Linked DNA regions of Rattus norvegicus: region 2 is linked to region 1. Evidence: chromatin contacts called from public Hi-C data. All regions are on one chromosome and are shown on one strand. The core of a region is the stretch at or near the end of the contact, and the rest is flanking DNA. Distances in the headings are between cores, read along the strand shown.

What was found. A called contact is a pair of places that touch in the nucleus more often than the background predicts.
Region 2: a contact with region 1 is called in a Hi-C map of frontal cortex, with 2.3 times the contacts expected there. The contact joins the promoter of Rgs7bp here to the enhancer-like site in region 1. A contact is called at or near these places in 2 of 12 Hi-C or Micro-C datasets (frontal cortex and kidney).

The regions. Positions count from the first base shown.
Region 1 is chr2:37,902,526-37,906,474 of GRCr8, forward strand. The region is part of intron 2 of Rgs7bp (regulator of G-protein signaling 7 binding protein); the gene reads right to left. Among named protein-coding and RNA genes, the nearest start is that of Rgs7bp, 61 kb to the right of the region's middle. Within about 2 kb of position 2,411, at least 6 of the 93 cell types and tissues checked have an H3K27ac peak or open chromatin away from gene starts, as enhancers often do.
Region 2 is chr2:37,962,483-37,966,713 of GRCr8, forward strand. Rgs7bp (regulator of G-protein signaling 7 binding protein) reads right to left here and starts at 2,771. Exons shown (of 6, transcript NM_001012347.1): 1 at 2,234-2,771; 2 at 1,165-1,331. The coding sequence starts at 2,398.

The DNA of each region.
Region 1 (3,949 bases), core at 1,161-3,660:
CCTCTGGGCATGAGCCATTTTTCCCTTCCATTTTAGAGCCTTTAAGCACATGGCTATTGCTTTTCCTGGGAATGCACAAAAAGACACATCGTTCAGTGGTTACAATGCGGCTAGTATTGCAAACAGTAAATTAAACACAGTATCAACAACTAAATAGGGTCTTAGGTAGCCCAGGCTACCCTCAGACTCTTGGTAGCTAAAGCTGGCCTTGAACTCTTTAGGTTCTGCTTCTGCCTCCCTGGTCCAGGGATGACAGGCAAGCACCAGAACAACATCTCACTTCCTGGGAAGCATGAAATACACTTAGGTTATTTGCATAGCAAACAAAAGTTGAATTATGGGAGAAGGACTTGAAATAAAAAGAATAAATAATAATAAACATAGGCCAACAGAGGAAAGCAAAAACCCAAATGAACAAACAAACAAAAACCCAATTCATACACTTGAAAATGCTTTAGGATAAATGACAAGAACTAAGGAAACACTGACATTAAGATAAAAGGAGACCCGAGGACTCCCCATGAGTTACTTTGTAACTTTTCGATGTTACTCTTGCTCCCTCCAAAGGACTCACTTCCTGAAATCAAAGTTTCCATCACAAGAGTCACCCCTCTGGCGATGCTTATATAATTCATGCAAAGAAACTTTATGAGTTAATGAATATATTGTAATATTTTTTTCCATAGTGACTTCAAGCCAAGAGACAAACTGACGATTTTGATTAATTGGAAGGCCTCAACGTTTATAGAGAAAAAACCCTAAGAATCAGTTCCAAGAAGATATCAAGAACTCCAATTTTGAAGCTCAAGTTAAACCCAGAACCATTTAAAAGAAATCCCAAATTATAACTGCTTTCAACCAACTCCTAAGTTCACCCACGAAAGCTTGAGTGGTCCAACTGCATGAGGACTTGAAAGCAGGTACCACTCAAGGCATCTTTTGAAATGGAAACTCTCAACTGTGAAGGCCCTTGCCTTGTAAATAAAAGCAATAGGATGAGGGCCTCCTGGAAGGACTGAAAGGAAAACCATTCTGATAACCCCAAAGGCGGTGAGCAGCAACAAGACAGAGACTCTGGCGTACTGTCAGTAGGAGTTAAAAAAATGGCCCAAGCCCTTTGGAGGAAACTGACAACCTCTTATAAAACTGAATATACATTAATTCCATGACCTGGTAGTTTCATTCCTAAGTATTTGCCCAAGACTGACAAAAACAATGATGGATAGATCCATACAAGAATGCTTGCTGGATTTACTTGGAAGAACCCCAAACTGGAAATAGCCTAATTGTCTATCAAGTGGAAAAGAGCTAAAGGATATAGTATATTTCTAAAAGGTATCATTAAACTCAACAATCAAAAGTAGCTAACTCCTTGTGCTCAAAACATGAGTGTATCTTAGAAATATGATCTTGACAGAAAATCCTTACCGGGAAAAAGCAAAGCAAATCTCCATTCACCTGAAGATGGAGAAGGGAAAGAAAGAGGTGATGAAGTATCCTAAAGTGATCCTAAAATGATGGCTGAAGGCCAGAGCAGGCTGAGACTCCACATCTCTAGGGTGAGTGAGATGGTGTTCATGTTCGACAAAATCCGCCGAATGGCACACTGAATATTAGTGTATTTACTGTATGCACTCAGTACTTTCACACGGACCTGGGTGGCTCCAGGAATTCATGACTTACTTAGGAGTAAAGTTGGCCGATGTTTGCAATTCCAGAAAAGCTGTATGAGTTGTTGGCTGGACAGAGGGATGAACCGGCAGTTAGGTGTACGATGAAGCAATATATACAGAATAAGACGTTAGTTGTGGGCTCTAGTTTGTGGGTAGGTACTTACTCTGCCCAAATAGTCAATGGTGTAAATGGGACCAAATAACTGGGAAGCATGACAGCTGCTGAGGTCAAGGTCAGGAGTTACGCTGGGCATTTGTGTGAGGATGCACATCTTGGCCCTAAACTTATCTGCTCCTTTTTGCTGACGTTACTAGACGTTGGTGGTCTCTGCAATCATTAATAACTTTTGAAAAAATGAGCGACATGTTTGTTGCCTTGGTAGTGTGTCCCTCATAAAAGGAATTGCTCACGGAAGTGAAGGCACAGGGACAACCACAGGAAAAAGAGCTGGAGTCAGAAAACAGACATCTAGAATTTTTTTTTTTTTTATCTTAGGAAAACCACTTTGAGTTCTCAGAGACTGGTATCCTCTCTGTGAAATAGAAGAGCAATGGAGGAAAACCACTCAAGGTCACTGCAAGGATCCAGTGAGACTCCGGGTGGGCAAACAAGAATGAACGGTTGTCAGAAGCCAGCTGCAATCCATCTTACATCAAAGTTGTGCTTACTTAACTGTGTCTGTCACAGAATAGTCCTTGTTTCCGTGCAGTTCCCATAATAGGCTTTGGTTAAGGGAATGTACCGTTCAACTGAGGAACCATGGGGTGAGAAGGTGACCCACCAACGACTATTCAGCCTGTCACAGATTTTAGTGAGGACAGATAAACACTCGGGTGTCACCTTGCACAGATGGGAAGCAGAACTTCCACCAGAGCGAAGATAGCCTTTTGGAATTAATTCTGCTTTTGATTATCAAGCCAAATGGCAGAAAATGTCGCAGGAAACCGAGTGGGACCAGAGAAGAGGGGTGGAACTCTTTGACAATGAAGGAGAACGCTCTTCAGGATATCACTCCCAAATATCTGCTTCGATTTTTCAAGGATGGATTGTGCATTCATTTTAAAGCAACTTTAACCCTAACCATGGCTTAGTGATGGCTATTTCTCAAGATGCTCCCCTAAGTCTATATCATCAAAAGCTAGATAGTGAAATCATAAGAGAACAGTGTATGATCTAGTAATTATTTTAGGTTTCAAATTCTTGAAGGTCAGAAACACAGAAGAGAAGCCAGAGACCTATCCAGTGACTGTGTCACTTTATACACAATAGAGGCCCCCATAAAAGAGAGAAATCCAAGTTATCCAGGAGGCCAGAGACAAGGAAATTTCCCACAAGCTCACAAGCTTCCTCCTGAGAATTCTTTTTTTTTTCTTCTTCTTTTCTTTTTTTCCGGAGCTGGGGACTGAACCCAGGGCCTTGCGCTTGCTAGGCAAGCGCTCTACCACTGAGCCAAATCCCCAAACCCCCTCTTGAGAATTCTTATGGACCTGTGCATTAGGTGGAAACCTGTACTTTGCTCACAGAGTCTTTGCAGGTTTGGTGCCCCCAGGAACCTTTGCAAAAGCAACTGAAGCATCATCTCCTCTCTCACTTCACAGCATGTTATTACATGGGACCATATGGCTGGCTCTGTGACTTCCTCCGCAGTGAGCTGAGCCTGGATCAAGCTCTGCCCCGAAGCGCTTAAAGTCAGTCATAAATGAGACTTGACTTTTAAAGGCAAGAGGGAACTCGGTGTGCAATCGCGTTATGGGAGCAACTTGGTATCCTTTATGTAAAACACCGGGGCTCTGAGGGGCTGTTCGCTGTGTAGCTTCAGCCCAGTCTCGCCTTCTTGTTGCCTCTGCTTTTGCCAGAATCTTGGCTGTTTCTTCATGATACTTTGGAGAACTCATGAGGAACTAATGAGTAGCATTACCACGAGTCTTGTTATTTTTATTTTTCCATTTTAAAAGTGAAAGCTCTATTTAAAACAAGTAGCCATCACTGTTCTGACATTATAATACCTATGCTGAGATAAAGTTAAAATATTACTATTGAATTGTACCTTATCTCTTACTTTCCATAAGTGCTACTTTCATGGTAGGAATGAGAAAGTTGGGGATAGGTGTAGACACTGTCAAGCAGTAGTTCTCAACCTTCCCAATGCTACGACCTTTTAATACAGTTTCTCATGTTGTGGTGGCTGGCACAACCATGAAATCATTTTATTGCTATGTCATAAGCTTGATTTTGCTATTGCTATGAAGTGTAGTGTAAATATACAATACATAGG
Region 2 (4,231 bases), core at 1,521-4,020, 60 kb after region 1:
AATAAAATTTCCATTGTCAAACATAAACGAGTTACTAAAAGAAGTAACATAATTTTTTCTGACTTTATATCCCAGTCATGTTTACTGTATGTTCTTGGCACTGAAGATGGGAAAGAGAGTAATTAGTTCTATTTTCTAAGTGATCTGTCTGCAGCATCATCAGGTGAGTAGACGTATCCACACTTGTCTTATGACAAGACCACACTCACAAAGAAAAAAGTAGATAAAGCCTAGAGGGTTTAGCTCAGTGGTAGAGCACTTGCCTAGCAAGCACAAGGCCCTGGGTTCGGTCCCCAGCTCTGAAAAAAGAAAAAAAAAAAAAAAGAGTGAACGAAGTGTTCAGTGTCTGTGCCAGGATTCTCATATTGCCTCCGGAACTTCCTGGTTTGACAGCAGCAACTGCGGGCAAATCACTGGTCCTTTCTCAACACTGGGGTCCAGATGGAATAGCTGGGATCCCAGAAAAGCAGTTTTCATTTACTTTTTTAGCACCTTCTACGGATTTGGGAATCCATTAATAGATAAATAAATGAAAACGAGGGGTGGGGGTTAAACGTAGCTGATGTTAGCTCAAATTTGTCAATATCCACAATGTGTAAAACAACAAAATGACAAAAAAAAAAAAACCCACCTTTACATGTGACAAAATTTGCCCTTCACATCTAGTAAAAGGATGTAAATTTTACCCAAGATTTTATTTTACTGACTTTAAGCAGCAGCCTATGGATGTATCACATGGCATAGTTTATTAAATCTGAGATTTAGCAAAGATTTTTTTTCTCTCTCCAGCACAGGCCTTTTGTCCAGCAGCAGATTACAAAAGCATCTTCAAACAGAATAGTGTACCTTCAATGCATAGGCACCCCCTCACCAAAATTTTAAGCTCCCAATTCCAGTTATTTACCTGAAAGTTAACTTTTAAAAAGTCAGTTGAGCAAAACCACACATGTGCATGCATTTACATCTGTCTATCTGTCTTTTTATCTATCATCCCAACAACACAGCTCACATAATACAGCTTATATGGTCTCATGCATCTGAGAATGATTGGTTATAAAATCTCAGGTTTGTAGAGATCGTTCTGAGGCCTCGGTCACCACAGATTTTTGCCATCATCCCTCCACCAGGTACACAAATTACCACATACAGTCAAGCGTCTCCTACCCTGAGATGGCAGCCAGCTTTTGGTGCGCCTGTCGGGCCATTTCACAGCCTTTGGTCCTTGTCTTGTGCATTTCCGCTCGCAGAGAGGGGCAGCTGACTGAGACGTCCCCAATAGAAATGACCAACTCTCGGTACAGGGCCACTTGCGTGTTGAACTCTTGGACAAGCTGGAAAACAAGCCAGTTTCATTCACCAACACTTATCAGAAACTTAACTATTTTAGTATATATATAAACAGAGATTTCACTGACCTGTGGGCTCGCACCTCAAATCTCCAACTAAGGAGCCTTAGGACTGTTTAAAGCTTAAGGTACAAGGATGGCAAAGTCTCTTTATACAAGGCAATGTTTTTTTTCCCCTCTGCAAGCGAGCCATGGAAGCTCCACTTGCCGTCCCAGTTGCCCCCACATTTAGACTTGTTTTCTGAAGAGCAAGAACATCTATCAAGCCACTCCCAGGCTACAAGAGAGAATGATGCTGGGGACTGAGATAGATGCTCTCTTCTACTTCTAGTATACGGAGTTGGAGTGGCGCAGAAAAACAAGCAAACACAAAACAAACAAACAAGATCAAACCACAAGTAGGACACAACAGGCAAACCTTTCATCTCTTGCTGGACCACTGAACGCTTTTGGCTGGGACCCTGATAGACTGGCCATGTCCTGTCCTCTGCTCTGGGACATTTCATAGTCTCTGCAGCGCTCCTGCGCTCTGTTTGGGTTTGTTTGTTACTGTGTCACCACAAACCCGCACCCCCACCTCTCTCCCTGGTGAGCCAGCCACTTCACCCTCTTTCACCGCCTCTACCATTCTTCCAGGGGTGGAGGCATCACCTACAGCCTCTGACTCCCAGGATCCAGACCCCATGACTCTTGTTTCATCGGGGCCATTTCGACCTGGGTGTCACCCCGCATCTGGGGGAGTACAGATTTAAAAATAGTACATCGTGCACGTGATCGGCATGGGGAGGCTGAGGGTGGGGAGTGGCTGGCACTCAAGCAAAGGATTAAGATACACGATTCCCCAACCACCCCCCCCCCAAAAAAATAAGGTGCAGTTTTTCACCCACCATCTTGCAGTCGTCCAGGGCTCGTTGGGTTTTGTGGGCGCTTTCGGAGCCACTGCCCCTGCGCTCCCAATCTCCGCTCTGCAGCGGAGGCTTGCTGATCTGGAAGATCGAGGAGCGGGTGGACCGGCTGGGGCGCTTTTTGCGCCCATTCGGTGCAGAACTCATGCATACACATCCACGAAGCCGAAGCCGCTGGTGCAGTGCGCCCCGGCGCGGGCGGCCCGGTGGTTGCCCCTGCACGCCGCCGCGGAGCAGCCAGAGCCGGGACCTGAGGCGCGCGCGGCTCACAAGGTTGCGGCTGGCTGCGCGGGTGGGTAACCTTCAGCTTGAAGGAGAGCCGGGGAAGCGCTGCCTGTGCGGTACAGCATCGCTTCCGCTAGCAGCGACGGAGAGGCGCGATCAAGTTCTGCTCAGCAGCATTGCCGGCCCTGTCCCGGGAGCTGGACGCTGCTGGCGCGGGCTTGCACCGCCTTCCTCTCGGCATGGATTGACAGGCTGAGCGAGGAGGAACGCGCCGCCGGGCGGCTCCGAGTTTCCATTCAGATGGGGGAAGCGGCGTTCAAAGCCTGCGCTGCAGGGTGGGGGGCGGGAGGGGGTGTCGCTCTTGCTTCGGTGTCTTCCCGCAGCGGCGTGCGCGGCTCGCCTCTCCCCTCCCTCCACACCCGCCAGACCTGGAAGGGGCGAGCTGTTCCGCAGCAAGCAATTGGCGCTAATACGGCCGCCTTGATCCCTCGTCTCCCTGGGCTTGGGTGTGTGAGGATCCCAGATGAATCCGTGGCGGGACTGGCAGACGCACGGAGTCGGTCCGGCTGACGTTGGTCGTGGCCCCGCACATTGATAGGACAGGAATACTAATGTGATCCATACAATCTCCTTCCCCTCCACAGTTTATGCACTTATCCAATCAAATTCCCGGGAACATCAATTGCAATATTACTTCATCTGCTCTATTATTAGAAACGAAAAGTGTCATCAGAGTGGAGAACATTGCCACATGCTGGGACCTAAACATGGATTTCAAATAAACCGATTGGGGCTTAAGGCCGTCGTCATCTGAGAGGAGACTTTCAGGGGCTAAAGGAGGGAGTGGGGTATTTTGTTTGGAAAGGAAGCTCTCTTGAGAGAGTCCAAGGACAGCTCTGTTGCCCTGAGTTGCTTTTGTTTGATCTTTGTTCCTGGGAGGGGCGAGGAGGTGAAGGCACTCAAGTTGGTACTTATCCTCGCCCCACTTCAGGTGGTTCTGTCAACCCTGCAAGGGTTTACCAACAGAGACTAAAGGAAGTAAGAGCCAACAGATCTCCCCCAACACTCAAGGAGACCCTTTCTCCCTACAGGAGGTCAGAGGCAGAAGCCAATGGAAAGAGGTGAAGGTGTCTTCAGAAAGGGGTGGGCTTGGGTCCCCAGCCAGTCAGTTTTCCCCTGATCAGTGACTTTGTAGCATCCTCCAGGAAGGAAGAGGGAGTGGTAAGGCCATTCATCCAACTCCGATGCCCTGAATACTTGTTTCCGAAGAGGAGTGCTAAGGTAAACTAGTTCCCCTGCCGAAGTAGTTCTGTGCTGAGCAACCCTGGCAAAACAAATCAGTGGTTCTTGGTCATTCAATGATAGGTGAATGTGGTGAATTCACAGAAAGGAGAACCAGCAATAGCCAGGCCAACATTTTAAATGGGAATTAGAGGTTCCTCTAGATTGTTTTCTTTTTTGAAATCTAAATATAATTGCATCATTTGTACCCTTCATTTTACCCCCCCAAACTCTTCCCATGAGCCCCACCCCCCACCCCACGGCTTTAGTTAATTTGTCTTTTAATGGGCAGATAAACACATTGAGATGGTGTTGGATAATAAACAGGCACAGTAGACTGTCGTCTCTGGTCTTGACACAGTCCTTCTAAAACCATTGTACTGTCTGAGTGAACGGGGTGGTGGGAATGTCTTGTTGCAACAAAACCCAATCCTTAAGTAGCTCAGGATTTTCCACTCTGCTCCCAGCTTCCAG